Linked DNA regions of Mus musculus: all the other regions are linked to region 1. Evidence: chromatin contacts called from public ChIA-PET and promoter capture Hi-C data. All regions are on one chromosome and are shown on one strand. The core of a region is the stretch at or near the end of the contact, and the rest is flanking DNA. Distances in the headings are between cores, read along the strand shown.

Region 1 (4,116 bases), core at 1,086-3,585:
CAGCCAGCAGGGTGCCTGTCTTGTAGTGGCTGGGCACAGTGCAGGGCACTGCCTATATATGTCAATCTACTTAAAAAAAATTATTTATTATGTGTATTAAGTATAGAGTGTGTGTATGCCTGCAGGCCAGAAGAGGGCACCAGATCTCATTATGAGCTACCATGTGGTTGCTGGAAATTGAACTCAGGACCTCTGGAAGAACAGTCCTAACCTCTGAGCTCTTGCTCCAGCCCTTAAGCCAATCTACTTCTAAAGAAACTCCACGAGCGGAAACCCTATTAGTACTATGCTGCCCTCATTTTTTTACATTAGACTTTCAGGCTTAAAAGAGGAAACAAAGGTGCCCTCTATCTCCATGTGGCCAAGGACAGATGCAAGCTGCTTCTGGAAGGAACAGGGTTTGAGGCCGAGCACTGACTTCTTACAAGTCACCTGATTTCTGAGTGTCAGTAATTTCCATCCCTAAAATGCAAACACTCCTGTCTGCTTGACTCACAGTGACTGTTCATGGCAGTATACCAAGGAAAGGCCCCTCCAAATGAAACAGCCACCCAAGCCTCAGCAAGAGTCCCTACAGCTACAACCAAGGGAGTTCTGTGAAGCGTTTCCAGGAAAGCTGTGACCCTCAAAGGAGCCTGAGGCACTTAGTCTAAATCCTCTTCCTCAGAGCTTAAGAACAAGACTAGGAAACTACCTCGTGAGTACAAGGAATGTTCTGAGCCCCTGACCTTCTCTCCAACTGGAGGCAGATAGTACCTCTTCACCCGATCCTTGGTGAATGGCATGTCAGTGTCTGCATGGCTCTGGTCGCTCTACGAGAACATGGAAGCAGGAAGGATGGCCTACCTGTGCAGATTGTGGCCTAAGACATGTCTATGTAGGGAAGACCTTACCGCACATCAAAGCCGTAGGACAGGCCCCAGCAGCCTGTAGCTGACAGCTGAGCCCCAGCTAAGGCCTACTAGACCAGCTTGCTTGGTGACTCACAGCCCTGACAGCATGAGGAGCAACCACTACCCTGGGGAGCCCTCTCAGTCAGCAAAGAGGCTCCTAGCTCCACACCTTAATCTTGGCAAGCAAGTTTTGTAATGGGAAAGGAAATGTTCTGGCTACTATATACCTGCCCCGTGACACACATTCCAAAGTTTCCAAATGAGGTGAATTAGCATTTTGTTTAACGGTAGACTGGCCTTTGGCACTGGATCTAACATAGCCATTAACTCCATTTCAATTAGTTAAATGGAAAAAAAGAAGGTGCTGATTCGACAGCTTATCCCAATTTGACCTCAAACAAGTCTGCAAATGATTCAGCTGGGGAAAGGGACTATTAACGTGCAGTCCCATCCAGCCAGTGCTAAAAATCACCTCCCAGGTGAACAAGGGAACGGGTGGAGCTTCTAAAGTACTCTACCTTTCCCATGGGTTGTAAAACACAAGTTTCTTGGGTATGGAGTGGGTATACGTGTGCAGCCATTAAAGAATCCTCAAGTTCAGAAAAGCGAAAGAACTATAAATAAATAAATAAATGAATAGATAGATAGATAGATAGATAGATAGATAGATAGATAGATAGATTGATTGATTGATTGATTTAAAAATCACAGCTGGTAAGGGCTCCAGTGTCGGGTGTGCACCACTCAGAAGATAGATAGATAGATAGATAGATAGATAGATAGATAGATAGATAGATAGATAGATAGATAGATAGATAGATAGATAGATAGATAGATAGATAGATAGATAGATAGATAGATAGATAGATAGATAGATAGATAGATTGATTGATTGATTGATTTAAAAATCACAGCTGGTAAGGGCTCCGGTGTCGGGTGTGCACCACTCAGAAGATACCGGTAGTGCCCCGAGCAGCGCGTCCCTGCCAGGCTCTCGAGGTGCCTTTTGTTTTACTCCGGGCTCTGGCACGTCAAAGCAACTGGATGGTCCGCCCCCCTTGGTCCCCCGAGGCTCAGGTACCTTAGTGTCCACGTCGGCCAGGCAGTCCCGGCGGAAGCTGTCAAACAGCCCACGGCTCTTGAGCTGCTCCACTATGAGAGCGATGAGCTGCGGGTCTCCCGGAGGCAGCGAAGCGGGATTGACAGGGCCGCCGGCCCCACTCGAGCCCCCGGACGGTCCCGAAGCCTGGCCCGCCGCGCCTGCTCCCGCACCGTCCGCCATGGCCGCACCCCGCGCCCGCGCCGGGCCCCGCGCTCCGCTGCTCCTCCGGGAGCCGCGGGCAGAGCTGCGCAGACACGGAGGGGCCCACGGAGGCGGCGGCGACGGAGGCGGCAGGGTGGGAGGCGGCGGGGACCAAGGCGCTCCCCGCTCGCCGCGCTGCCGGCGCTCGTCTAATGGCGTCACCGACGGCCTTTGCATTGTGGGACGGTTGGTTTCCTGGAGCCATCACCTATGTTCTTATAGCCCGTGTCTGGCCGTTAGAAACTACAACTCCCGGCAGGCTGTTGGCTCGCTCGCGCTAGTTTGCGGGACAGCTTGGGCATTGTAGGCTCAGAACCTACCCAGTCACGGCAGCCCTCCCAAATCAGACCTCCGGGTCACCTGCAGAACTGATTAAAAGATTACGAGTGTATCCTTTAACGACTGTGATTCAGCAGCTCTGTATTTATGCCTGGCAGCCTGTGCTTTTGACAGTCGCTCCATTCCCACGATCCCCTTAAATAATGTGATCTGGGAGATTTGGTTAACAATGGGTTAATCTTATTGTTTTGACAAAATTAATTTTTACTTTTTGTGTGGCAGGGAGGGGCGGTGGAGCGTGCGACAGCACATATGTGGAGGTCAGAGGACTACTTGGGACACACTGGTCTCTCCTGTGATGTAAGTGGTGGGATCGAACACGTATCCTCCAGCTCAGTGGCAAGTGCCTATACCCTCTCAAGCTCTCTAACCTGCCTACTAATCAAACTTCTGTTCAAAAGTTTGTACCCTTCTGCCTGATTAATAGCAATGCAGATTCATTTTACGAACTCGTAAAATAACAAGAAGAAAATAAAAACTGCTGTTAAGTCTTTTTTGCATGTGTGGATTTTCGCCTTAGCATTAAATATTGTCAGCATTACTAATAGTAGATCCAGTAAGTAGAATGAATTAGATGTAATAGTGCTGCACTCTTTAAATACGTTCACAACTACCTGAAAGCTGGCACTACTATTTCTTTGTGCAGATGCAGAAATAGAAGAACAGAAATAATTACCGTGGTCATATATATACCTAGATGAAGTATAGTAGGTGCTGTGGTCCAGTGTTTAACCTAACATATCCACGGTCCTGATAGCTAGCTGTCATTTTACAACAAGTAAAATACCCTAGCTTTTACACCCACAAGTCTGCACTGAATTCCCCACTGTTGCCCCTATTAGAAAAAAAAGTTTGGATTGCTAAGAGAGACCATCATTTCAGCTAAGTGTCTGGATGAGGCAAACTTTACTTGATCAAGAGGCTTGCTGGGGCAGGAAAGGGCAGGGGAGGGAACACACCTAGACAGGAAGTGCATTTGGTTTTTATTCTGAGGAAGGTGAATCCTGTCTTTTCTCAGTTGGCTAGGGTCCAACATAACAATCTTACTCAGTTATCTGAAAAGAATTTGTGCATAAGAAGTAGAGGAGGAAGGGGAAAGAGGTCACTGCACCAAGGAGAAAAGGCCATCAAATTCCTTTGTGTAAATAAAAAATGTCCACGGGATTCTAACATTTGCAGGTCTTACAAAGTGAGGGAGGAAAAAAAAACTTAATTTCTTCTTCTAAACACAAATTTTATATATTTTATAGGAGAGATCATATTTGATTTTTTTTTTCAAGACAGGGTTTCTCTGTTTAACTACCCTGGCAGTCTTAGAACTCGCTTTGTAGACTAGGCTGGTCTTGAACTCACAGAGATCCGCCTGCTTCTGCCTCCCAAGTGCTGGGCTAAAAGGTGTGTGCCACCATGCCTGGACAGTTTTGATTTCTTAGGTGCTTCTGTCCTCTTTGTTTCTTGGCTGATCATCAACTCATCAACTTCCCCAGCTCTCAGAACTACATCTGCTGTGGTTCCTCCTCGTCACCCATGACAACTGAAAAAGATGTGGATAACATTTACAGTGCCCTTGGCTCCGGGGAA
Region 2 (4,077 bases), core at 232-2,731, 860 kb after region 1:
CTCGTGATTTGGGGCAAGTTTCCGGAGTTGTGGAACTGTCCCTTTACGCCCCCACCCCCACCCCCTGCCACTGAGACCCAGCATTTTCACCACCAGAGTGAGATTCCTCATGGCTCTTTCCAGTCAGTCCCCGTGTCTGGGAGCAACTCCACAGCGTTGCCTTTTCTGGACCGGTCATAAAAATGCAGTCATACCTCGTGCGATCTTTGGGTCTGGCTTCTTTCATGTAGCAGGACATTTTTAACGGACCTTTCCATTTTTATCCTTACTTTGTTTTCTTTTGGAACTCCTGGAAATGGTTAGCGCATTCTGACCCTCTGTCCACCCGGTATAGCTGCACAGACTTCAGCAGGTCCCGCTCAACCGAGTGACAGATGTACACTTTGGCTGGTCCACAGGCTGACTCAACAAGAACAGTTTTGCATGACATTTTCTTCTTTTAATTATAAATTTTCCCCGCACTCATTTTGTGGTGGGAACAATTGGAACTGGAGCAACTTTTATTCCGGACGTCCTTAGCACACACAACCCTCTCCGCGCCTAGTATTCACTCTCCAGCCGGCTTTTCGAATGGGGGAACAGCATTTGGCGCGAGACTCTAGGGATATTTTCGAAGAGTCCGGACGAAGGGGACCAACAATTAAAACGCTTTCTCGAGTTAAGAGTGCCCGAGTGTGAGACACTCTTGTTCAGGATGGGAGGGTCTCCAGCATAGATTCTGCAGCTGCCCAGCCCCCAGCACAATCACTAGAACCCACGTTCTGATACCAAGCAAAGACGCTGTGCAAGATGCGGGACGCCCGCAGCCAAGGTAGAGAGGGATGAGGACCAGGATATAGGAGCACCATCCCAGAGATGACTCCGCTTTTATCTCTAATGGGGCTTTTTAATTCGCAAAATAACTAGAAAGTTTTACTTAATAAGGAATATATTTGCTAACCTACCATGAAGCCTAAAGGTCCTAAAGGGACTCTCGTTTCATGTCCAGCGTCCCGGCCGTTTGTGGCTGGCGGAGGCGGGGAAAGTCCGGATGGGCGTAAGCGCGGGGCTCTGCTTTCTGCGGGGCTCAGAGGCAGCACGAGACCTGCCTAGGAAGTGTGGCGAAAGCCACCTGGGACCGCGTGAACTTTGAGGCAAAGAGCACCGAGGACTGGGGTGAGTCCCGGGGCGAGGGGTGCGGGCATCTCGCGCGGGAAGCTGGCGAACCAAGCCTCAGCGGGAGAGTTCTGTGCGCTGATGCACCCACTCGGCACCGACGGCGGTTGAAAGACACCAGCTGAACCCCGGAGGTTTGGGGTTCCGGGAGGCGCAGCGGGCCCAGGGGCCGGCCACCCGGCGGACTACAGTCTCCAGAGTGCCCCGCGGCGCGGGCGGAGCCGCGAGCTCCCGCAGCCAATTGAGGGGTCTCGGGGCGCCGCAGAGCAGGTGGAGCCGGCGGGGACAGGCGCGCGCGCGGGTGCCGGGCGTCCTGCAGGCGGGTCTAGGAGGGGGCGGGGCGGGGCGGGCGGGCCGCGGTTCCTGCAGCTCCCTGTGGCCGCTGGCGCACTCGGCGGGTGCTGCGCTGCGAGGAGGGCGGCTCTCCGAAGCCGCGGGTCCTGTCGTCGCGCTCCTCATCCAGCATGGCTTTCGCCAATTTCCGCCGCATCTTGCGGTTATCCACCTTCGAGAAGAGAAAGTCCCGTGAATATGAGCACGTCCGCCGGGACCTGGACCCCAACGATGTATGGGAGATCGTGGGCGAGCTGGGAGACGGCGCCTTCGGCAAAGTCTACAAGGTGAGAGTTCCGATTGCTGAGCCTACCAGGTCCTGCGAGCCCCTGACCCCCACTCCCACCCCCCGCACAGCTGCTTCTGAGCACTTCCTGTGTGCCCTGTACAGGGCACAAAGGGACGTTTGTAGGATCGAGGCATCCCAGGGGGCTACCGGAGGCATCCCCAGGATCACGGTGATAGGGACACATCTTTTAAAGAGGGACTATACCGATGTTGTGGGAATATTCAGGCTCTGGGCTGTGCCTGCAAGGGTTGGGAGTTGAGGACACTTCTGAAGATGAGCCTACGATCGGTACTGGGGAGGTCAGAAGGGCCCTGGAGTAAGTGAGGACAGGCTTGGGATTAGAAGGCTCAACGGAAAGCGAGGACAGGGTCCTGTGAATGCAGCTGCAGGGCACAGATTTGGCTTCTAGTCGCCTGAGTCACCAGAGGCTCCCTGTCTGCAGTTACCTCTCCCCTGGAGGAAGACAGGCTGAGGAGGAGTGGGTGGGGCATAGATGATTCCATATAGACACGTGTGCAGACGGACAGCTCCTGGGGTTTGGTCCTCTGAGCCAATTCTGAGTGCCTGGGTTGTTGTTCAAAGTACCTAACTCATCTTGACTCCACCCTTTCTCATTTCCTCCTCCTCAACACCCTCCCCCTCCCCCGGCTTCCCCAACCAGGCTGCTCAGGCTGGTCTCCCAGATCTACTTGCCTCAGTCTCTGGAGTAGCTTGGACTGTAGGTTTGGCCACTACAGCATAGCATCCCCTACTTTTATTGGGAGACTCCCATAGTTCAGCTGTCTTAGCTGCCCTCCAAAGCCATATGTCATTGTCCTTGGGGCTTTGGTAGTTAGAGGCCTCACTGACCCTTTCAGGATGCTGGACCCCAGAAAGGGCTTTTCCAGTTCCCCAAGTCGGGCCATGCTCCCTTTGACTTGAAATTGATATGCTAGCGTTGGTCTGCTTCTCGCCCCAGAAGTGTGCTCCCTAGGAAAGATGCTATAGCATCCTTGGGAAGCTTGTAAGGAACTAAGACTCTCAGCTGGGCGTGGTGGTGCACACCTTCAATTCCTGCAGAGGCAGGCAGATCTGAGTCTGAGGCTAGCCTAATCTACAGAGTGAGTCCAGGACAGCCAGGGCCACACAGAAAAAAACCCTGACTCAGGGTGACACAAACAGAAAACCAAAGCAAACAGAAAGAAGCTTAAGACTCGGGCCCCACTCAGCACTCAGATTATAGTGCTCCAGCAGCTTGGAGCAGTAGCAGTTTGGAGGCCAGTCAGACCCTTGGAGACCTCCTCTCTGAGTTGTACTTCCTGTGGGAGGGCTGAGGAACCCCCACTAGGGCAAAGTTCCCCAGTGGGAGAGTCAAGCAGAGGTCACCTGGCCTTCCAACTGAATGGAACACTTTGGCTGAGGGGTTTCTCCATATTTGAGGGCTACCGGGCCAGTCTACCCTTTCATCGGTCCTCCAGGCCTTGCTCCTCTGCTGCATTCTAGTGATGTCAGGAAATGGTCCCCAGCCTCTCTCTCAGTCAGCTCTCTCTGATGCTGCCTGCTCCTGCAGAGGTGCCTTGACCGCCGTGAGAGCCCCCAGCCTGACTCACCGTCTCTAATGTTCAGCCATTTTTCCGTCCGTGCATGCTCTTGGCTCTCCATAATTTTTTTTTTCTCTCTTAGGGACTTTGAGTCACCTTCTTGTGTACCTACTATGTGATGCTCTCAATTGTCACTTCAGATCCTTCTCCATTGTTTACAAGTTTCCTGTAAAGCCTCCTGCTAGACTGCAGGACCTCATCTGTCTCTAGTTTGCCCTCCGTCCCCAAATGCCCTGTTCTGGATTTCTGTGGTTCATTTTTTATTTAAACTTTAGTGCAGAACTTTGCTTTCTAAAAGGCAAGACTCTCCATTGTCTTTTCTGCTTGCTGGGTAAAACTCTGCTCTCCGGTCACCCACTATTTTGTTGGTTCCTGGACAGTCTGTCAGGGTTGGTGATGGGTTGCACGGACAAAGATGGCCCCCTGCGGGCTGGAGAGATGGCTCAGCGGTTAAGAGCACTGACTGCTCTTCCAGCGTCCTGAGTTCAAATCCCAGCAACCACATGGTGGCTCACAACCATCTGTAATGAGATCTGACTCCCTCTTCTGGAGTGACTGAAGACAGTTACAGTGTACTTACATATAAAAAGCAAAAACAAAAACAAAAAACCCAGCTGGCCCCCTGAGACTATAAAGGAGCAGAGACACCTCTGTTGACGCAGTGCTGTGCCTTGCATGCAGCTCATTCTTTGGGTGTTTGTGGTGATGCTCGCATTGTGT
Region 3 (3,900 bases), core at 523-3,022, 900 kb before region 1:
CACGTCTTAACTTGCCAACCAGGATGCTAGTTACCCATGTACATGTCTCTTTCTGCCAAGTAGGATGTCAGTTCCCTGGGCCGTCTTGGGAAGTTAAACTTTACTCAATCTCTACTCAAAATGGAAGTCTTATTCCAAATAGCTTCTTTTATTGGTGTAGGCCTCTCTTTTATGTTGGGGTCTATTCCAGGGGCAGCTTATAAAAGCAAAAACCATAAAAGGTCATACACAGGTGCAAGAAGTGCTGTCTGGTGGTTGGTTCCAGTCCAAGGTTATTGCTGCTAACTATACAAAGCAGTTCTAACTGACTTATATTGTGGTTGGTTTCCAAGAACACCAAAACACAGAATGCCCCATCAACTCGGGCATGAGAAAGTTTCCTTATAATATTAGTAACAGCACAAAATGGGTGGCTAGACACAGGTCTTAACACATAGCAGTTTCATAATAGCCATGGCTACAGAGTAAAATCCAGTCTCAAAACAAAAACAAAAACAAAAAAACTAAAACAAAACAAAAAACCACAAACAAAAAAACAAAACCAAAAACAAAAACTAAAAGAAACAAAAGTAAATTTTATTATGCTGCCCTTAGGCTTATTGTTTTTTAGACATTCTCTTTTGAGATGGTGACTTTTTTTGTAAAATATTTTCTTGAAGATCTAGGGATGGAACTCAGCTTAGGAAAGAGGCCAACCACTAGTAGAACTCATAGACCAGCTGGTAATCCTTGTCTGTTTTTTCAGTTAGTTAGTTAGTTTGTTTTGTTTCGTTTTTTTGTTTAGCTCAGGTTGGCTTTAAGCTACAACCCTCCTGCTCTTGAGTTTCCAAATGCTGGGATGACAGGCGCATGTTACAATGTCCTCTCTTAGAAATTTCTTGTTATTTTTAAGATCAATCTCAATTCTCCAGCATTTACTTCTTAGTCTCAATACATGTATTCACTCCCTTCTGGCAAGCAATCTTTAACCAGCCTGAATCTTGAGTTATCAGAAAGCAAGCTTGCAGCCTCAGTCTTTTCTGTCAGCTGATAATTATTTCTTCCTCCTTTCTTTATCGAAATAACATTGCCATCAACCTTACAGATTAATTTAAAAATAACTTCTATGAAGGTGATATGCCTTCATTTAGAATTCCCAGGTATCTCGGTACTTATCCAGTATTTACCAATGCATTATCTTGTAATTTATTAGTTTGTTGCCAGGAAAGGCCTCTACGTCCTTAAGGGCAGAACTAGGCGTTCTTAAACTTTCTATAGGGACCTTAAATGAGAAGATGACACACAAAGTATATTTGTTGAGTAACTTTTTTGGAGGGTGGACGGGGAAATATCAGAAAGGTGGGGGGTAAAAGGACAGAGGAACACAGGGTACTATTGTGTATACAGATTCTTCCATACACGTTTTTTTAAAGATAGTGTCTCCTGTTGCCAGTAGGAAGCAGAGGTTGGCCTAGAACTCTTTGTGCTCATACTGCTTCGCTGTCCACACTCCCGCCCCCGGCTGGGATACAAGCTGCTCTTCCGTAAACTGGCCCAGAAGAGAGGATACTGAGCGTGGAGAGGTAGTCGGATTCCGTGTCTCTGGATCCTGCTGGAGCAGAGTAGGGTCTCTTGTTTCTCGCCGGCAGCCTCGCGTGGCAACCCCAGTCGCTGACACCAAACTCGGCTGACTGCAAGAAAGCAGCCAGGTTACCTCCTCCCCGCCTCCGTGGCCCCGCCCCGGAAGTGACTTGAGGCCGGTCCGGAACCTCCCGGCGCTGCGGCTGCAGCGTCACCAGAAGAGCCGGAGGGGTCCGGGCCGAGCAGCCGCTGCCACCGCCAACGAACCGGGTGCCGCGCGGGGTCCAGCAGCGCGCCGGGCAGCCGGGGCGGGAGGGGGGCCCAGCGGTCGGGCCGAGGGCGAGGCGACGCGGACGAGGCTGAGCCCGCAGCGGGGCGGGGGCCGGGGCCGGGGGTCGGGCCGGGGGCGGCCCCGGGCTAATGGAGGCTCCGGAGCGGGCGGGCGGCGGGGAGCCCCCCGAGCCTGGCGGGCGGCCGGTACTGGGCCCGCGGGCCTTCGTCCCGCAGAAGGAGATCGTGTACAACAAGCTTCTGCCCTATGCCGAGCGGCTGGACGCCGAGTCCGACTTGCAGCTGGCACAGATCAAGAGCAACCTGGGCCGGGCCGTGCAGCTCCAAGAGCTGTGGCCCGGGGGCCTCTTCTGGACGCGGAAACTCTCCACGTAAGTGGGCTGAAGCCGTCGGCGGGCCGGGCTCTTTGTCTGCGCTGCTGGTGCTGCTCAACTCTGTTCTGTCCAGACGGCGCTGACCTGGTGCAGGATTCCAGGGGCGCGGCCGAGTCCGGGGAGACCCAGTCTCCTCGTTGCTTTCCGTGGGACTTCTGGGTCCTGTCGGTCGCCTCTCACGATCAGCGTTCTGGTCCTTTCTCTTGACGTGCCAGGCTCTGGGGAGCCACAGGCGTACCCGGGCATAGGGACGAGCGGCTCCCATTGGTTCTCCCTGGGGTTCTGCGCTTGGAGCTGCGGGATAGAGAGCTTCGGTCTTTGGGGAAGCGACTCCTGTCCTTGCTTCTGTGGTTTTTTTGGGTTTGTTGTTTGTTTTTTGTTTTTGTTGTTGTTTTGTTTTGTTTTTCCTTCCTCGTCGATCCACTTTACACTTCTTACCGTAGGAAGTAGGGACAGTAAGAGGTTGTGTGTGTGTGTGTGTGTGTGTGGTGTGTTTTTCTGTGTTACTATGTTTCTTGGGGGTCTGGGTTGCTGTTCTGGCTTCCTGGATTTAATTGAAACGATTCGTTTCAAATGGACAGTCAGCGCATTCTCGGATTGAGTAGACGTTGAGAATGTTGTCTTAGAATTCTAGGAAAAGTGTATGTTCCTGTTGTGACATTTCCTCGGTCACGACTTCGCTTATTCTAAGGCAAATAGTGAAGAGCGCTGTTAGGTTGATCCCGGGCTTTGTTGGCCAGACTGTGTGGTTTTGAGTTGGTTAGTTCTTTTGTTTTCCGTACGCACTAGCCGCAAATTATAGCGTCATTAGAATTAGAACGGGGGAAAAGTAATGATGGAGCAAAAAGTTTGGAGAGGTCATTTGCTCTATGCGCGCCTTTACTTTGGCAGAACTTATTATATAAGATTTTTGCTGTTTTGTTTGGTACGCTACATATAATTTGGTAAGACTATGTTTATGCATATGGTTACCGATAAGTGATTGCACAGGGCATGTCATTTGTGTTCCCCAGAATCTGCTGAGTGAGCTGGGTGATGACTCAGGGTTTTATAATACAATAGTGGGCTGTATCTCTCTTCGGGATAATTTTTATGTGCTAATTATTGGGGGGCTTCTGACAAGTTTTTTGTACTCTTCAACCGAGTGAAAAGAGCTCTTTTACTTAAAAGATGCAAAACTAAAGCACTTAATTTGTCTTTCTTAGAGTGACCATAAAGTGGTCACGATTAACAGCTCTGTTGAGTGGATTATAAAGAAGTTTATGGTATTAAGGATCCATAAATGTGGAGATCAATGTAATCAAAGAAAACCCTCTTTTTAAAGGATTAAAATTGAGTTACTTTGTGTGTTCTCCTTAGGTGTTTGTGTAACTTGAACACAGTAAAAATGAAGTTTGTTAGTCACTTTGATAGACTTGCCAAGGAATATTGTTTTCAGGGAATATATGCAACTTTTCTTTGGTGTATAATATGTGTATGTATATGCCAATTTGTGAAGACATCCAGCTTGGATTTATAAGCACAGTTAAATGTTTATTTTCCAATATCTGGTTAATGAGTTTGGTAAATTAGCACTAGGCTTTGTTGCTGTTTTGCCTAAAGTACAAGTATTACCAAGAAATAATAATGGAGTTACCATGCTTGATGTGTAGAGCAGTATTGCTGTTTAGATGGC
Region 4 (3,925 bases), core at 974-3,473, 780 kb after region 1:
ATATATAATCATAGAGATATAAATGTATGAACATGTTTCTTAAGTGTTAGATTGGGCAAGCAATGAATTTAGATAGGTGAGGCTAGATATGGAGTAAACAGAGGAGTTAATACGGTGCCCCTACAGAACTTGGAGTATTACTTGTTGGCCCTGTTTTACCGGCAAGAAGAAACCTGGGCTCTACAAAAAGTTAAAGTCATACAGGGAATACAAGATGGAAGCCAGATTCCAACCCAGGAAGTTAATAGCAGATCTGGGGCTGAGTTACAGCTACATGACTCTGCTCCTGGGAACATGTGTCTCTGTTCTAAGATGCAGGCAGGATGGCGAGCAAGCACTGCTAAGAATCTTTCCACTAGATTGCTCTCTCTTGCTGGCGCCAGTGTACTGCTCAGCAGAAAGCCCTTAGCATTTGGGTGCCTACCATCTGTTTAATAGACATCGTACAAGTCTTGGTTGCTGCAATTTCTGGAGTGAAATTCAGGACAAAGCAATCTCTTTGCAAATTCTCAGACAGCCTCTCTCCTTCAGGGAAGAGATAAAGTGACTAGTATCTGACAACGTGAGCATTCAGCTGGGAAGGATCAGATAGACGGCTCTGTGACACGGCTGTTACCAAGCCCTTATGGAAAAGCAAGCTCTGAAAATCCGTAACAACATCTAACTGTATACTGCTTATTTTTTTCAGAGCTCAGGCCTACAGTGACGGTAAAGCTAATCCTTCAAGCATTAAGACAAAATAGTGGACTTCTATTTCAGAGCCATTTCTGTGTTTTCATATAAACCCAGAGCTTTGTTTGTTTAACCCAAATTTTTGCCTGCCTAGCAAATGAATACCAGGCCGCAAATTTTAATTTGGACTTTTTCTGAAAGCTAGACTCCCAGATGTGAAATAACCCCACTCAAATGGTAGGAACATTTTTAAAGCTGTTGATTGGCACTGCCAAACCTTTGCAAAAAGATTGAACCAATTTACACTCCCACCAGCAGTGCATGAGAATACATTTAAATGCAAATCCTAAGAAGCAGACTGTCTCTTTCTTAGGTATTTCACTTAAAAAAAATTTTTTTTTTAATGCTAAGCAAAAGCTGACCCAGGGTTTTATAAAAGGAAAGTCTGGCATAAAAGTGGAACAGCTTAGGCAAAAAAAAAAAAAAAAAAAAAGAAAAAAAAATGCTTTCAAAGACCCAAGCACCCAAGCAGGCCGATAAAAATGTTAAGGCGCCACAGCAAGGAGCACAACTCCAAAGGGGCCATTAACAGTTTGGCTTAGGTTGGGATGGTAACCGCCAAGAATGTTGGGCGTGGTCAATGTACCAAATTCTAGTTTATAAAATGCAGAGTATTAATATTAATACTTCACTTTGTTCTAAAGACGACTTAAGATGTCTAATGCCAGGATCTAGAGTGGTAGTATTGTCGGTAAAGCGAAGCCTGTGGGAACGATACACACACCCGTGCCCCTTCGCTCCCCGCACGGGACAACAGGCCTGCACAATCAGAGAGCACCTCTACCAAGCGGGCGCAGTGATGGCAGGGGCTGCGGACCTGGGGTAAGGGAAACCCAGACTCGGTGGCCAGCTCGCTGCTTTCCACAAATTCAAGGGGTGCAGGGACTTGCGGTCAGGCTAACCCCTCTAAGCACGCCCAGCCCGTCTACGACCCAGAGTCTCCTACGACTCCTCGGTACCCTCTCCCACCGGCCACACCAGAAGGAGCCCCACCTCGTCCTCAAGTAAGGACGAGCTGGCCACTTCGTCCTTACTTGAGTCCTCCCCCTTCTTTCCGGCCCACCTCCGCTTGCCCCCTACTCTCCCGGCCTCGGGCGCTCGTCTCCACTCGGTTCTGCTCGGTATTCTCCGCCCCCTCGGTGCATGCAGCCAATCAGAGCGCGGCCCCGCCCCTCGAGGCCGTTCCAGCGGGCCGGCCGAGTGCAAGCCGAGCCCGGCTGAGGGTGGCGCCGCGGGCGGGGGCGATGGGGCCTGGCAGCCGGGTGGCGGCGGCGGCAGTGGTGGGGCTTGCCTAGACGCGGGGGCGCGGGGAAGTGAGGGGCGAGCGGGCGCTGCGGCCCGCCCGGGATGGGCCAAGCCCGGCCTGGCGGGGCCGAGCGGGAGCCGAGGAAGGCACGCGGGCCGGGCCTGCGGGCCAGGCGGCCGGGGGGCTGAGGTAGAAGTGGGCGCGGAGGAAGGGGCTGGGCGAGGCGGTGGGAGGAGCGGCGAGGGGGCGGAGGCTGAGCGGCGAGAGAGCGGCGCCTGGCCCGAGGCGGCGACGCGGGAGCAGGCTGAGGCGGCGGCCGGGACGAGCGCCCTGAGGTGGCGGCCGCGGCCCCATGGGCGGGTGCGTGGGCGCCCAGCACGACTCTTCGGGCAGCCTCAACGAGAACTCGGACGGCACGGGAGGTAGGTGGCGCCAGGGGGCAGCCGCGGCCCCCCATTGTTCGCGGCGGCGGCCACCTGTCCCGACCCCGCGCCCCTTTGTCGTTTCTGCTCTGCGTCGGCCCCGCCACGCGCTTCGGGCCCCACGCGGGACCGCGGGCCTAGGCCTGGATTGGGGGGTACTCTAGCTGGGAGGACAACTCGGCTGCCGGATTGCGGCTCGTGGGGCCGGGGAGGGGGACAGCCGGGAGTGCCCCCGACGGGCCCCGCCGCACCCCCAGCCCTTCCCGCGTCGGCAGAGTTGGCCGGGCTCAGCTTTCCTGAGTTTCGGATGACAGCTGCCCCGGTTGGTTCCAGTTTCTGGAGCTGGGTTGGGGAAGTCTCCAAGTGGCCATGGGCAGTGTTTTATGGAGGAGGGGGGAGACGATCGGCCCGAGGAAAACGTGGCTCTCTGCTGCTGCCAGGGGCGTTAGCCCAATGTGCCGTCGGGGCGCACTCGTCAAATTCCGATGTGTCTTACGTAAAAGGAAAACGTGCAGGATAGAAAGTACCCCAGTATAAGATTAGTGCTTTGAGTAAAAGTTTTTCCAACGCGACTCGCACTTCTGGGTTACCGTAACCGTGATGAGAGGTCTCTTAATTCCATTCGTAGTCGTTGTAGAGGGATAGGAGTGGTAAGATTGACTCTGCTTTTATTGACCTTAAAAGTGCGGAGCCCATCCAGTATATAGAGTGTGTAGAAGTTCGAACCTTGTAGAAAAGAGCCACCAACCAGGGATAACATGATTTGATTCGAACCTTGTATTGGGTGCCTTCAAATCGGGTGCATATTTTAAAGTTGTTTAGTTGCATGAGAATAGGCACATCTTTTCACACCTTGAGACGACTCTTAGGCACCCAACTTTTGTACAAGACATTTCCCTTTTTACGTGATGTTTTAGCCGTTCCACTTCACTAAAATCTCTGTCACTAAATGTTGGGCAAGTTATTTGAGAACTCAGTGAAAACTGTCGTGAAAAAGTAGTCCATGGAAATGCTCCTTTGTAGTGGATTTCACGTCACAGCCTATTTACTTGGTGAGGTCCTTTTGACAACAAAGCCCAAGTGTAGAAAGGGCGTGATACCACTGGGCTGAGGGCAGATCAGTGATCAGATGGTACCAGTTAAGCATGCTAGTACTTACTAGCATTCAGTATAACTTTGACATATGTTAAAATTATAATATTCCTTTAAGATTGAGCCTTTTGGCAGTGCAACTTAGGATCCAATCACAGTATTAGCATGAGCTTTTAGAAGCATGAAATCCTAGCTTTAGATAATTTCTACCAGTAGCCTACAGTTAGATAGCTCTAATATCTGTTTCTTTCAACATTTAAGTTTTCTGGACCATAATCTGCAGTTTTTCTAAAGAGAAGTTTTAAAAGAGGGAGTACCCCGTCTTTTTCTTCTGGGGAAAGGACACGGGATAGCCCTGATGTAGCTGGCAGAAGACGGGTCTGTAGGGGATAAAAGAATTCTTTCTGGAATTTAATTTTGGAAGCCTTTGTTC
Region 5 (3,675 bases), core at 585-3,084, 920 kb before region 1:
CCTGGCATAGGGAACAAAATGGCATACCACAAAAATGGGCCAAGATTTATCAATATACAGACTCACAAACTAAAATAGTTCTACAATATAATAGGGCACTTGGTCTGCTTTATGCAGAACAAAGACATATTATATGGCTTTAAGAGAAAACTATTATTTCTATACAAACCATTCAGGATTATAATCTGGTTGTACTCAGAGAAATATTACAAAAAGAGGACCTGAGATTAAAAAGCAAAATGACTATTACTCTGTTCATTTCCAGGCTCCTTCTAAATAGTAACGCTAATGTCAGTTATCACAGGGCCTTTGGCCCATCTGCTTCTGCTAATTACTGTTGAGCCTCACATTACTGATAGATGATAATTCCTATGTGGGTAGCATTAAGCTGATGGTTATAAGATCCCACTATACACAAGTACCCAATACAGAGTCAAACATTTGACAACATTTACAACTCAAGGGAAGAATGTAAGAGCCAACGTTAATCTGTAAGCCCCATCTACCCAAAAGCCAGGTAACTTCCTGGGATGCTGGGAATTGTAGTTTTTGGAAAATAACGGTGTCCCATAAGAAATACTGTGGCTGTGTGTTGTTGTCTTTAAAAAGACCCTACAGGACATGCCTCATCACCACTTGCTGGGAGTCCCAGAGAGTAGACCTAACCAGAGTCCATCCTGGTCAGTAATTAATGCTTGCTTCATATTTGGCTCAAAGTCATGGAACTGGTTTTTCTCTTGTGAATCTCAGGATTAATACTTGTCCACATTTTGTGCAAGGTCGTGGTAGTACTTGAGGCATAGGGCCAGTTCCTTGCCCAGTGGTTAGCATTTCCACAATTGGATACGATCTTGGGGATGCTGCTAAGTTCTGCCATTTGTTTATTTAAAGCTTTGCTTATTAAACCTTTTAAATGCTATATTCTCAGATCTCTGAGGTGTTTGAGGGTCATTATTTACTTGTTTTTAGTTGACAACATATACAGAAGTCTATATAAAGGTAGATATAAATTGGTCTCTTCTACCAAGCTTTGTTTCTGTAAATGAATTGTATTTGTATTTAGCATGATTATAACCATAGTTCTGAACACATTAAAGAATTTGATTATTTGTAATGTGACTGATGTGCACATCTTAAGTTATCTTTAAAAGTTTACAAGTTAGCAGTTTTTACAAGATTCAAATTTTATAGTTTTATCCTTGTTAAATTCTAGGCTTCAAAATTTGAATGGAAGATGTTTGTTTGTTTGTATAACATGATTTTAATATTTTTCAACTGTTCATATTCAACAGGCAGAATAATCCTCTTCCGGGTCAAAATCTGGATTATCACTTGAAGGACGTGTCCAGAAGATGTTAGCACTGATCAGTTTTACTATATCAGAATACGCTGATTCAACAATTACACCACGATTAGTTGAAACATACTCAACCAGTTCATTCAGTGGTGCTCTTTTAATTTCTTTGCTCTTCAAGTCTGAAACAGAGTCCATGAAATCAAACAGTACACAGCACTGTTGTAGCTTCTGGCAGAAAAGCTCTTGCTGTTCATTTGAAGTGGCATCTTTGAGCTGGGGCAGGGGGTGCAGCTCTGCCTGGCTGCCCTGGCTGCCCTGGCTGTGGAACTGCGACGAGCCCTGAGAACGCTTCTGCCTCTGTGCCTTGCGCACCGATCAGGTGAAGCCGTCCACAACTGGTGCGAGTGGCGACGGCGACTTCTCGGCGACCCGGGCGCTCGGCCCCTCCCGCAGCGGCTGGGACAGGCACGGCGGGCCTGCGCCCCAGCACCCCGGGCCCAGGCCGCGCCGCCCTCACGCTCCGCAAGCTGCTCTTTACGGGACAGCGCCTCGCTGCCGTGTCCCCGCGCCAGGCAGCCGCCTCTCGGGGCTGGCGGAGGGGAGGGTGGGGGGGGGGCGGTGGCGTGCGGGCCGCACAAGCTGCTGACGCCCGACTACGAGGGCTGACAGAGGTGAGCCCGAGTTGGACCGCTGGAGCGAGCCTCGTGGCCCCTTAGCGCACGGAGTCCGGACAGGTCTTCAGCTGCTGTCGCCCGCGCTGTCCGCCAGCCAGGAGCCTCCTCCATCTCCGGTCTGTGCGAGCCACTGCTCAGCGCTCGCTCGTTCTCATGTCAGCGATGGACCCCTCCTCGCCCGGGGCGGCCACCAGCACCCAGATCCTTGGAGCTTCGCCCTTGCTCAGCCTCCGGCGCCCACAGAGCACACCCTGGGAGCAACTTGAGAGGGTGGCTGGTACTCGGTGCGCATGCCACAGTTCTTAAAGATACAATATAAAGGTCTAGTCCTCTTAAAAACTGATATTACAAACTGTTAAGGATGATAAAAACACAAGTTACACGCTTTTAGGGATGGTTAAGAAATGTAGCTGTCCAGTGGCCACGGAAAACTGGGTCTGATTAGCCTTCTCAGGGCTGGGGGAAGAGCACAATTCCCCTTTTTTTATTTTTTGAAAGATGAGTGGAAAGGGGACACAAAATTTACTTGTACTCTATGATCCCACCTAGGAAATATGGTGACTAGGCGGCCGTGTCTGCTTAGGTCTGGGTCTATATTACTCCTCCTTACCGGTCTAGTAGAACAAGCGAAGCTTGTTGGTGTTTGTTTGGCACTTGTCTCTGTCTTAGGTCGACAGGAGCTCAAGAATGCCAGTTGCCCACCAGCCTTCAAAAGCACACATTTTCCCCATTCAGACCAAAGCCATGAAGGGCATATGAATATGCACTCAATGCATTTCTTCATAGGTATGAATAACTGCCATGGTGAATAACTGAGCTTGCTGAGGGTGATACTGTGTAAAGGCAACCAATCTGCTTAAGATAAAAAGTCAAAGGTTAAAAGCAACAAGATTAAAGTTGTCTGCAGAAATGTCCCAGGTATTCAATTCAGCTGCTAGTTAGCAAAGATCAGACACAAAGTCTGGCCACCAGGTGTATGGGAGGTGGCTTTGAGAATTGATAGAAATCACTTACTTCTCTGGTAAGAGTGGAGAAGTTTTGTTTTTTAAAAAGCCAATTTTTCAGAGTGTAATACACACGCTCAACAATTCCTTGTCTCATTAGGTTATAAAAAAAAATCCAGTTTTGTGTTCGATACCAAATTCCTTACAAAATGATGTAAAGTTGTTTCCAGTATCAGCTGGCCCATTATCTGTCTTAACGACTTTAGGTAATCCCATAGCATTAAAGGCTTGTAAACAATGATCAATTACATTTCTAGAGACTTCTCCAGTATATAGAGAAGCAAAAAAGAATCCTGAACAAGCGTCAATACAGACACGTATATATTTCAATTTTCCAAATTCTGCATAATGACTTACATCCATTTGCCAAATATGATTGGGCATAAGGCCTCGTGGATTAGCCCCTAAATGAGGAACTGGAGATAATGTAAGGCAGTTAGGGCATTGTTTTTCAATCATTCGAGCCTGCTCCTTAGTGATCTTATGTCAGAGCCTTAAGGTATGACTAGAAAGATTAAATTTATTATGATCACGTCTAGCCAATGCAACAGGATCTGAATCTAAGACATCTCCTATTAAAGCTCTGTCAGTGCCATCATTGCCTGCAGCTAAAGGTCCAGGATGACCAGAATGAGCTCGGATATGACCGATATAAAACTTATTGGGGGGGGGGTAAGAATGGTATTTTGTAGTTGAGAAA
Region 6 (3,763 bases), core at 1,069-3,568, 720 kb before region 1:
AAGAGGAGTTAGGTTGTTTTAGGAGGAAGAAAAGGGCATGCGCTGAGGTAGTGAGAAAGTATAAGGAACCTGGAGAATTATTTATTATAAAAAATTCTTTATGAAAGCACTATGTTTACATTAAAAGCTGTATTGTGTTCCACAAACACCATTTCTATAAAGGAAAACAAGCAAAGAGTTAGCTTTTTATTCAAAACATTAGTAACTAATTCCTCTCTCCCATTTGTAATTTTAGACAAGGTCTCACAATGTGTCTGTCCAGCCTGGCCTTAAATTCATGGTAATTCTTCTGCCTGAACCTCTTAGTGTTGAGATTAGAGGTGTGAACATCACACTTGCCTGGTTGCTAATTTTTCTAAAATAAATTCCCAATTTAATATTTTTTGCTACAAGGCTGTTGAGACGCTTGTTACTTATTTTAATATATGATCATAAGGCTGTAAAATGCATCTTTAGTTAGAGAGATCAGCAATATATGTATAAAAAACATACCTCATCCCCACTTGTCACAAGTGGAAGTATACATTTGTATTTTTCTTTATGAGCAGTTGTCATGATGATGTAATTATCTTCTTTATACAAAACTCCAGTTGTAGGCTAGAAACAGAATCAAAAGCATACATTATTTTTTGTCAGTTAAGGTGCTTTACCCTGAATACATTCAGTGCTCTTTAGAACAAAGGTTCCTCAAGTAAATTGACCAGTTCTACTGAAGATTGTTAAAGCACATTTTCAGATGTAGGCAAAATAGTGTAAACATCTTTAAATGATAAGGAGGAAATTAAAAACTGTATACTGTTGTCCTATCTAACAGAAAAGATAAAGTTTGGGCTGTAAAAGAAAACTAGTAAGGCAATAGATTGAAGTTTAAATGCTAATTAATACATACATTGAGGCTATACATTGTGGCACACACCTTTAAGCCCCGCCCTCAGGAGGCCGTGGCAGGCGGATCTGTTTAAGTTCTAGTTTGCACTTGTTTACTTTTTTGGCGGTGCTGGCAATGGAATCCAGATCTAGGTGTGTGGTAAATTTGTCTGTAGTAGTTACACATGGATAGACATTTCAGCACTACAATCATTCAAAACTGAATTTCCATTCTTGTTAGATTATACACCAAAATCTCGTATTCTAGGACTGGAGAGATGCCACAGAAATTAAAAACACATTATTACTCTTCTCGGAGGGGTGAGTACAGTTCCCAGTTCTCACATTGGGAGCCTCACAGCCACTGGCTCTTTCATTCTTGCCTTTTTACACAATACACATTAATTAACGATCATAAAATCCTTTTTAATCTCATGTTCTAGAGTCCTAAATAATAGTGGTAATACATTCAAGCCTCTAGTCTATTCTGCATGGCCAGTAGTATTCCGCATATAAGCTCACTAATATCTTCCAAACCAAATAGCCCTCTCAAATGCCTTAAGGGAAAAGATTCTCAGAAGCTGTATACGTCGTTTTTAAGTGTGTGTTGGAGAGAAAGAATGAATAGAGATGGGACTCCTGTCTGTTGGACGGTTGTGCGGGTAGGGTGATGTGCTAGTTAATTCTAAAACTTCCTCCACAGAGTGGGGCTGTAGAGAAGCCAGATCTAACGTAATGAGATTTAAAGGAGGGAGATGAAGTGACCGCTGATCTCCTAGTTAGTATGGAGGGCATATCCACTTAGTGTGCTAAACGAATTAATGAATGAACGAACACACTTAGGCTTGGGGTCGATAAATGCTTGGGAAAAAAAGGTTCTGGAAGAAAAAGCTAAGGAATCGAGGGCTGGCCCGAATGCTTCGTGCCAGAAAGAGGGGAGAAGGCTGCGGCTCGTGAGGGCACTGACCAGAGAGAACTCGGTACCAGGCCAGTTGACTCGGAAGGGGATGTCGTCGCTGAGCTGGGGCAGCGCTCGGCCGCCGCCGGACGCCTCCAGGAGACCGTACAGAACCAGCAACAGTGGCCCTCCGGGGACCAGGCTCCGCAAGCCGCCGTCTCCTTCCTCCATTGCCGCGTCCTCCAGCCACCGTCACAACCTCCTCTACCAGAGGAGAACAGGAGGAGGGGAGGAGGAGGGGGAGGAAGGGGGGGAGGAGGAGGGGGAGGAGGAGGGGGAGGAGGAGGAGGAGGAGGAGGAGGAGGAGGAGGAGGAGGAGGAGGAGGAGGAGGAGGAGGAGGAGGAGGAGGAGGAGGAGGAAGAAGAGGAGGTACTACAAAGCGTCCTTAGTGCAGGGGACCCAACCGCCGCCGCCACGTCTCCTTGCAGACGGCTGGGCAAAGCCGCCTCCGCCTTACAAGGGCTTGGGGCCACCGCTTCCGGGGCAGGCAGCACATCAACATCCGGGGTTGTTGAGTCGGTGGCCTACGGAAGCCCGCGCTTGGGTCGCGTTGCATTGCGTTGCTGCTGTAGCATCCTAGCGGTTGGACTCAAACGCAGAGGCCCGGGACTGACGCCGGTTGAACGGGTCTGGAGACGGCGCTTGGACGAAGCGGCCCGGCCAGGTGAGTCCTGGCCCGCGCGCTCAGTCCAGCCGCTAGGGACTCTCGGGATTTGGGGGTGAGTGGGCGGCGGCCCGCTCTCAGAAAGCAAGTAGAGAACCGAGCTGTGCAGAGTCGAAGTAGAACTTACAGTTCCGACTGAGCTGCCTACCCTCCAGTCTTTTGCTATTTGCACTCTCCATCTTCTCTCCAGAAGCTTCTCTTAGTTTCTTTTGATGGCGACTGTTGTCACGTCTGTCTCAGATGCTGTGTGTTTGGGGACACCCCCAGTGACACCTGCCACGTCCTTCGACTTTGGCATAGATTTGTTGGGTGGCTAGGCGCGTACAGTCCTGCATTTTTACTTCAGGAGAAGTTTTCCCTCCCTTGACTCAAGTGTTGGACTGTTGTTATTTTACTTAAGTCCAGAAAGTTTATGTCAAGGCCAGAGCCAGGTGAATGTGAAGTTATGAATCAAGTTACAGCAGACTGAATATAGACAGAAAGTTTTGGTTTTTGTCCCCTTCTTGAAAAAAGAAAATAATGTCCACATTTTTTTTCATCTCCTGTGTAATAATTTTACAGTGTTTGCCATAGAACATTTGGTAAGGACTGCCCATGTTGTGGTGTTAAAATCCACTGGGAGAAGAGACTTAGACTCAATTCAAATTTAGACTAAATGAACTTATTCTTACTGTTGGCAGAAGGAAGGGAGCCATAGAGCAAATACAGCCCACCATGCAAAAGGTGAATTAAGGTGGGGCTTTAAGGAGGACATCTGAATTACATGGATTACTGATATCCATGGAGTCTACATCTGATCAGGAAAATTGTCTCACTTCTCTCAGTTGTTTCTTACTTTCTCATTATACAGTAATAAAAAAAAAAAAACCATTTTATCCCTTCCCCAAAGCGATAGTAAGTTTTACAAAAGGCAAGCAGCCTTTAATGCTTTATAGCCCCATTGTCTGATTCTTATCTATCCATTAGGATCTCCCAGGCATTCCAGAGCAAAAGACTCATTGGCCAGTTAAGGGAAGCCTGGCTCCACGTTAAGTTTCGTCAGTCATCACAGAGGACTTCTACTCTAATGACTGAGATAGAGCAGTTCATTTTTCAGTGGGTAAAAACATAGTGCCACTAGATTAAGGCTGGCTGTCATATCCCCACACTCAAATTTGAACCAAATCAAAAAGCAGGAAGAGCAGTCCGTTTTTCAGCTTTGTAAGTTTTCTTTAAGGTAAAGACTCACACTATTAAAACAATATTGTTCTAGAACTGATGTTTTGTTCATTGC
Region 7 (3,839 bases), core at 483-2,982, 790 kb before region 1:
GTAGAAAACATTTATAAGCTCTAGTCTTCAGTTTCTGAATAGACTTTGAAGCCTTTCTAAATCATATTTAGAAGGACATTTTCCTTACTATTAATGTGACTGAGGTGAGGGACTGGTGTAGCCTAGCAGTCGAGGCCTTGCATAGCACAGTAGCATCCCTGAGTTCAACCCCAGTACGAGGGCAGGGCGTGGAATTCACACTTGAAAGCTTTTCTTATATTGGAGCATCCAAGGAATATTTAAGCCAGGAGCTCCTAATGATGGTTGTTTGCCATCCTGCCCAGTGAATGTGGACATTTTATTGGCCTTGATGTGCACTTTCCCAGAATGCTCCTTATTTTGCATGCCATCCATAAGATTGTGCTGGAAAGCTGGGTTTATTGCCTGTTCACGTGCTAGCATATTGTTAGCCATGATTAACTTTTACAGACTTTGCCTTTTGCATTATTGGTATGCCACTGTTTTTATCCAGTATCCTTGCTGCCATATTTTGTGCATGTTATTATTTTGTGTTGCCTTATAACCCCACAAACATTGGTGGAGCCTTTGTCTTTCTCAGTATGAGGTTGGTTTCTCTCAGGTGTATGTACTACTGATGGCTACTAGTAGTTCAGCCTGAACATTTTGTTATCGTTTATGTCCAAATGGAAATTATACAGGCAGTATTTAATGTATTTGGAGAGACATATAATTTGGGTCAGAATTCCCACTCTTAACTGCTAATTCGTGTTTTTTTTCTTCAAATGTTTCTAGGGCCCAGTGTTACCTTTACCAACAACATCTTAGAACCAGTATATTGCCAAGTGTCTGGGGAGTAGAACATGATTTATGTGAAAATTAGTTGGGGGTTTTTCTTGAGCATTTTTTTTCCTAAACATAGTTCGGATTTCACAAATCCCTTCAACATGTTTCTTAGTAAAAAATGGGAAAATTAATAGAATTGTATTAGTATTATTATATTTTATACTTAATTACATTAAGTATAAAGGAAACTTAACAGAAAACGGAAAGGGGTTGTAGTGGCAATGGTGCCACGAAATATTTCACCTGGATGGAATCAAAGTCTTTGATTTCTAACCAAAAAAAAAAAGGGGGGGGACATTTGAATAGCATTCTCTATTTCTTAAGTATTGGATGAGATTAGAAAAGTAGAAGATCATAATTAACCAGGTTAAAATCCTGAAGGAGTTAACAGGGTATGTTTGCCCATAACAACATACTTAGGAATGTTTCTTATATAAGCTAAAGTGGGTTTGTTGTTTTAGACATATTGACTTTGGGAGATGAGAAGCAACGCTCTAATGGTTTATGCTGGTGTTTTAAACAGGACTAGCTGAATTACACTATTGCTTCTCAAGATTTTTACACCCAACACGGTATTTAATAGTACCTGTTTGTTTGTTTTTTTAACTTTGCATCAACCACGTACTTACTATGACCTAAGACACATATGTGTGTTGAAATTGGTTCGATTCAATTTGTCATAATGACTTTAATTATTAAACTGGAACTGACAGCCTAGTTAGAAAGCCAAGGAGATCAGCTTGAAGGCTCTCCGCAGGCACTCTCAGCTGTCTCCTCCTGCCTGGCATCTCTGGTTTTCATTTTTTCCTTGCTGTGTATCAGCGGTCAGTGGCCAATTCACAGGCAGCCCTGGCATATCGGAGCGCACTCCCACTAGGCTGAGGCGGGCAGGCAGGGAGGGTGCCGAGCAGGCGGGGCGGCCACGGTCAGAGGGAGGGGCCGCGCCCCGGGTTCGGTGACTGCGCCGCGCGCCCGGCTCGCCTAGGCTCCCGGGATGCGCGGAGGCGGCAGCGATGGCGATGATGACTCTAGCCCGGCAGCTTCCAGGCCACCGGGCACAGATAGGGTCACTACTGCGACACGGAGGAGGAAGGGCGGCGCTGAGGCCAGCTGGTAGGTGAGAGGCCGCAAGCCCAGACCGGGAGGATCACACCAGGGTTGTGAGGCGAGCGGGAGCGGGGAGAAGGCTAAGCTTGGCCTGGCCTGGTAGGTTGCGCACCTGTGTTCCTGTGCAGCCTTGCTGTAAGCTCTACACAGACCACAACCCACTGCCTGCATCCAGGCGGAGTCCAAGCATCCCTGGACTAGCCTAGGCCTGTGTTTCCTCCAGTTCTAGGGAGCCCCCTACCCGTTACCAATCACAGTTGGGGATAAACCTGCAATCTCCTACTCCTTTAGTCAATAGTACGATAGTACGCAGTGCTCCACAGACTCCTTATCCCTCCACCAGAGACCCAGATCTTTCCCACCCCATCAGCTATTAGCCTCAATGGATAGATAGTTCAGGTGATTAGAAACAATGGGAGGTTTGAAATATCTCACTGACCTTGGGCAAGTTATTTAGCCTCCCCGTGCTTTTCTAGATCCATTCAAATTAGTGGGAATGGGACAGAACTTAGTTTTGTGTGAGGGCTGTGGAAAAAAAAAAAAAAAAAAAAAAAAAGCCTTCCATGAAGAAATTCGGCATTTATTTGGGGTTGGAATACAATGAAATAATCAAGGTCATGAGTTAACTTGTAAGTGTCCTAACGTTTGCTTCAAAAATTAATAATCTCTGTGAGCTCCTAGGGATCCGGGTTAGTTGATTCTGTTGGTCTTGCCCTTCAGCTCCCTCAGTCCGTCAACTTTTAGAATGGGAATAAAACAAACAAACAAACAGCACAGTATTAGAGACCCATCGCCCCTCCCCCCTCCCGCCTTCTCTTCCCCCTGTCCCTCCCTACACCTACTCATGACCCCCTCCCTCCTTCCCTCAGGCTGGCTTTCAAGTAGGTGATACTGCCTTTATGCTCTTGAGAGACTGAGATTACAGGCTACCACATCCAGCTTTTCACATATTTTTTTGTTTATTTGTTTTGCAACAGAGTGTCACTATGTAGCCTTAGCTGGCCTGGAGCTTACTGTGTAGATCAGGCTGGCCTCCAACTCAGAAATCTGCCTCCTTCTGCCTCATGAACACTGAGATTAAAGGCCACATCCATATTTTACTAAGAGTTGACACTAAGCAATTTGTTAGGAGTTCCTCGTTCTTGCTTCCAGTTACCTCAACATCCTTCCGCAACTGTAATCAGATGTATATTAATTCATTTTGAGAAAAAGTCTCACTATATGTATGTAGTCCAGACTAGTCCTGCCTGGTTTTGTAATCTTGATCCTCTTGGCTCAGCTTCCCCAGATATGTGTCATTATACTCTGCTCATTCTATCTTATCATGGTTAATAAGTATACTTAAACCCAGCATTCTGAGCTGGTGAGATGTCTCCACAGAAAAGGCATTTGCCACCAATGCCAAGGACTTACATGATGGAAGCAGAAAGCCAACTTCTACAAATTATCCTCAGAACTCCAAATGTCTGCCTGTCTTAGGGTTTCTATTGCTATAATAAAACACTGTGACCAAAGCCACTTGGGGAGAAAAGGTTTATTTCATCTTACAGCACACCATACAAGAAAATCAGGGCAGGAATTCAAGGTAGGAACTGATGCAGATGCCATGGAGGACTGCTTCTAACTGTCTTGCTTTTTATTGTTTGCTCATCTGTTTTCTTATAGTACTCAGAACCACTGACCCAGGAGTAGAATCATGCATAGAGAGCTGGGCCATCTCCTATCATTCATCAATCAAGAAAATGTACTTGCCCACAGGCCAGTCTGGTGGGAGCATTATCTCAGTTGAGGCTCCTTCCTCTAAAATGACCCTAGCCTGTGTCAAGTTGACATAGAACTAAAAAACACAGTATAACAGTATAGTATACACTCACCAAATAAATATAGTACAATACAAATATGTTTAAGGCTAGATTGTAATTTAAAAT

What was found. Promoter capture Hi-C pulls out the DNA fragments that hold promoters and counts their contacts. ChIA-PET counts read pairs in DNA pulled down with a chosen protein or histone mark. Capture Hi-C pulls out chosen DNA fragments and counts their contacts.
Region 2: a contact with region 1 is called in an RNA polymerase II ChIA-PET map of memory CD8 T cells, with 15 read pairs. The contact joins the promoter of Stk10 here to the promoter of Bod1 in region 1. A contact is called at or near these places in 1 of 39 promoter capture datasets (liver) and 1 of 115 datasets of contacts at active chromatin or transcription factors (memory CD8 T cells).
Region 3: a contact with region 1 is called in a promoter capture Hi-C map of stem cell-derived epiblast-like cells, with 3 times the contacts expected there. The contact joins the promoter of Psme4 here to the promoter of Bod1 in region 1. A contact is called at or near these places in 4 of 39 promoter capture datasets (the HPC-7 cell line, embryonic stem cells, pre-B cells and 1 more) and 5 of 115 datasets of contacts at active chromatin or transcription factors (the 230-238 cell line, the NIH/3T3 cell line, bone marrow-derived macrophages and 2 more).
Region 4: a promoter capture Hi-C map of adipose tissue shows a contact between it and region 1, with 2.3 times the contacts expected there. The contact joins the promoter of Ubtd2 here to the promoter of Bod1 in region 1. A contact is called at or near these places in 2 of 39 promoter capture datasets (liver and pre-B cells) and 1 of 9 other capture datasets (adipose tissue).
Region 5: a promoter capture Hi-C map of hippocampal neurons shows a contact between it and region 1, with 3 times the contacts expected there. The contact joins the enhancer-like site here to the promoter of Bod1 in region 1. A contact is called at or near these places in 5 of 39 promoter capture datasets (the 3T3-L1 cell line, embryonic stem cells, hippocampal neurons and 2 more).
Region 6: a promoter capture Hi-C map of the SN4741 cell line shows a contact between it and region 1, with 4 times the contacts expected there. The contact joins the promoter of Asb3 here to the promoter of Bod1 in region 1. A contact is called at or near these places in 12 of 39 promoter capture datasets (the 3T3-L1 cell line, 3T3-L1-derived adipocytes, the C10 cell line and 7 more), 3 of 484 Hi-C or Micro-C datasets (CD4 T cells, cortical neurons and myocytes), 2 of 115 datasets of contacts at active chromatin or transcription factors (forebrain and stem cell-derived neural progenitor cells) and 1 of 9 other capture datasets (adipose tissue).
Region 7: a promoter capture Hi-C map of embryonic stem cells shows a contact between it and region 1, with 4 times the contacts expected there. The contact joins the promoter of Gpr75 here to the promoter of Bod1 in region 1. A contact is called at or near these places in 3 of 39 promoter capture datasets (embryonic stem cells and hippocampal neurons), 1 of 115 datasets of contacts at active chromatin or transcription factors (bone marrow-derived macrophages) and 1 of 9 other capture datasets (embryonic stem cells).

What each region holds. Positions count from the first base shown.
Region 1 is chr11:31,669,527-31,673,642 of GRCm38.p6, forward strand. Bod1 (biorientation of chromosomes in cell division 1) reads right to left here and starts at 2,336. Exons shown (of 4, transcript NM_001024919.1): 1 at 1,975-2,336. The coding sequence starts at 2,175.
Region 2 is chr11:32,531,785-32,535,861 of GRCm38.p6, forward strand. It overlaps Stk10 (serine/threonine kinase 10), which reads left to right and starts at 1,482. Exons shown (of 19, transcript NM_009288.2): 1 at 1,482-1,775. The coding sequence starts at 1,620. It also overlaps a transcript of Efcab9 not described here.
Region 3 is chr11:30,770,003-30,773,902 of GRCm38.p6, forward strand. It overlaps Psme4 (proteasome (prosome, macropain) activator subunit 4), which reads left to right and starts at 1,773. Exons shown (of 47, transcript NM_134013.3): 1 at 1,773-2,222. The coding sequence starts at 1,981.
Region 4 is chr11:32,453,147-32,457,071 of GRCm38.p6, forward strand. It overlaps Ubtd2 (ubiquitin domain containing 2), which reads left to right and starts at 2,224. Exons shown (of 3, transcript NM_173784.4): 1 at 2,224-2,400. The coding sequence starts at 2,331.
Region 5 is chr11:30,753,272-30,756,946 of GRCm38.p6, forward strand. No RefSeq gene overlaps it. Among named protein-coding and RNA genes, the nearest start is that of Psme4, 17 kb to the right of the region's middle. Within about 2 kb of position 1,835, at least 141 of the 459 cell types and tissues checked have an H3K27ac peak or open chromatin away from gene starts, as enhancers often do. A contact at or near this core is called in embryonic stem cells, hippocampal neurons and stem cell-derived epiblast-like cells, where this site is marked.
Region 6 is chr11:30,952,080-30,955,842 of GRCm38.p6, forward strand. It overlaps Asb3 (ankyrin repeat and SOCS box-containing 3), which reads left to right and starts at 2,319. Exons shown (of 10, transcript NM_023906.3): 1 at 2,319-2,490. Erlec1 (endoplasmic reticulum lectin 1) reads right to left here and starts at 2,052. Exons shown (of 14, transcript NM_025745.3): 1 at 1,835-2,052; 2 at 493-597. The coding sequence starts at 1,996.
Region 7 is chr11:30,883,626-30,887,464 of GRCm38.p6, forward strand. It overlaps Gpr75 (G protein-coupled receptor 75), which reads left to right and starts at 1,733. Exons shown (of 2, transcript NM_175490.4): 1 at 1,733-1,917. It also overlaps a transcript of Erlec1 not described here.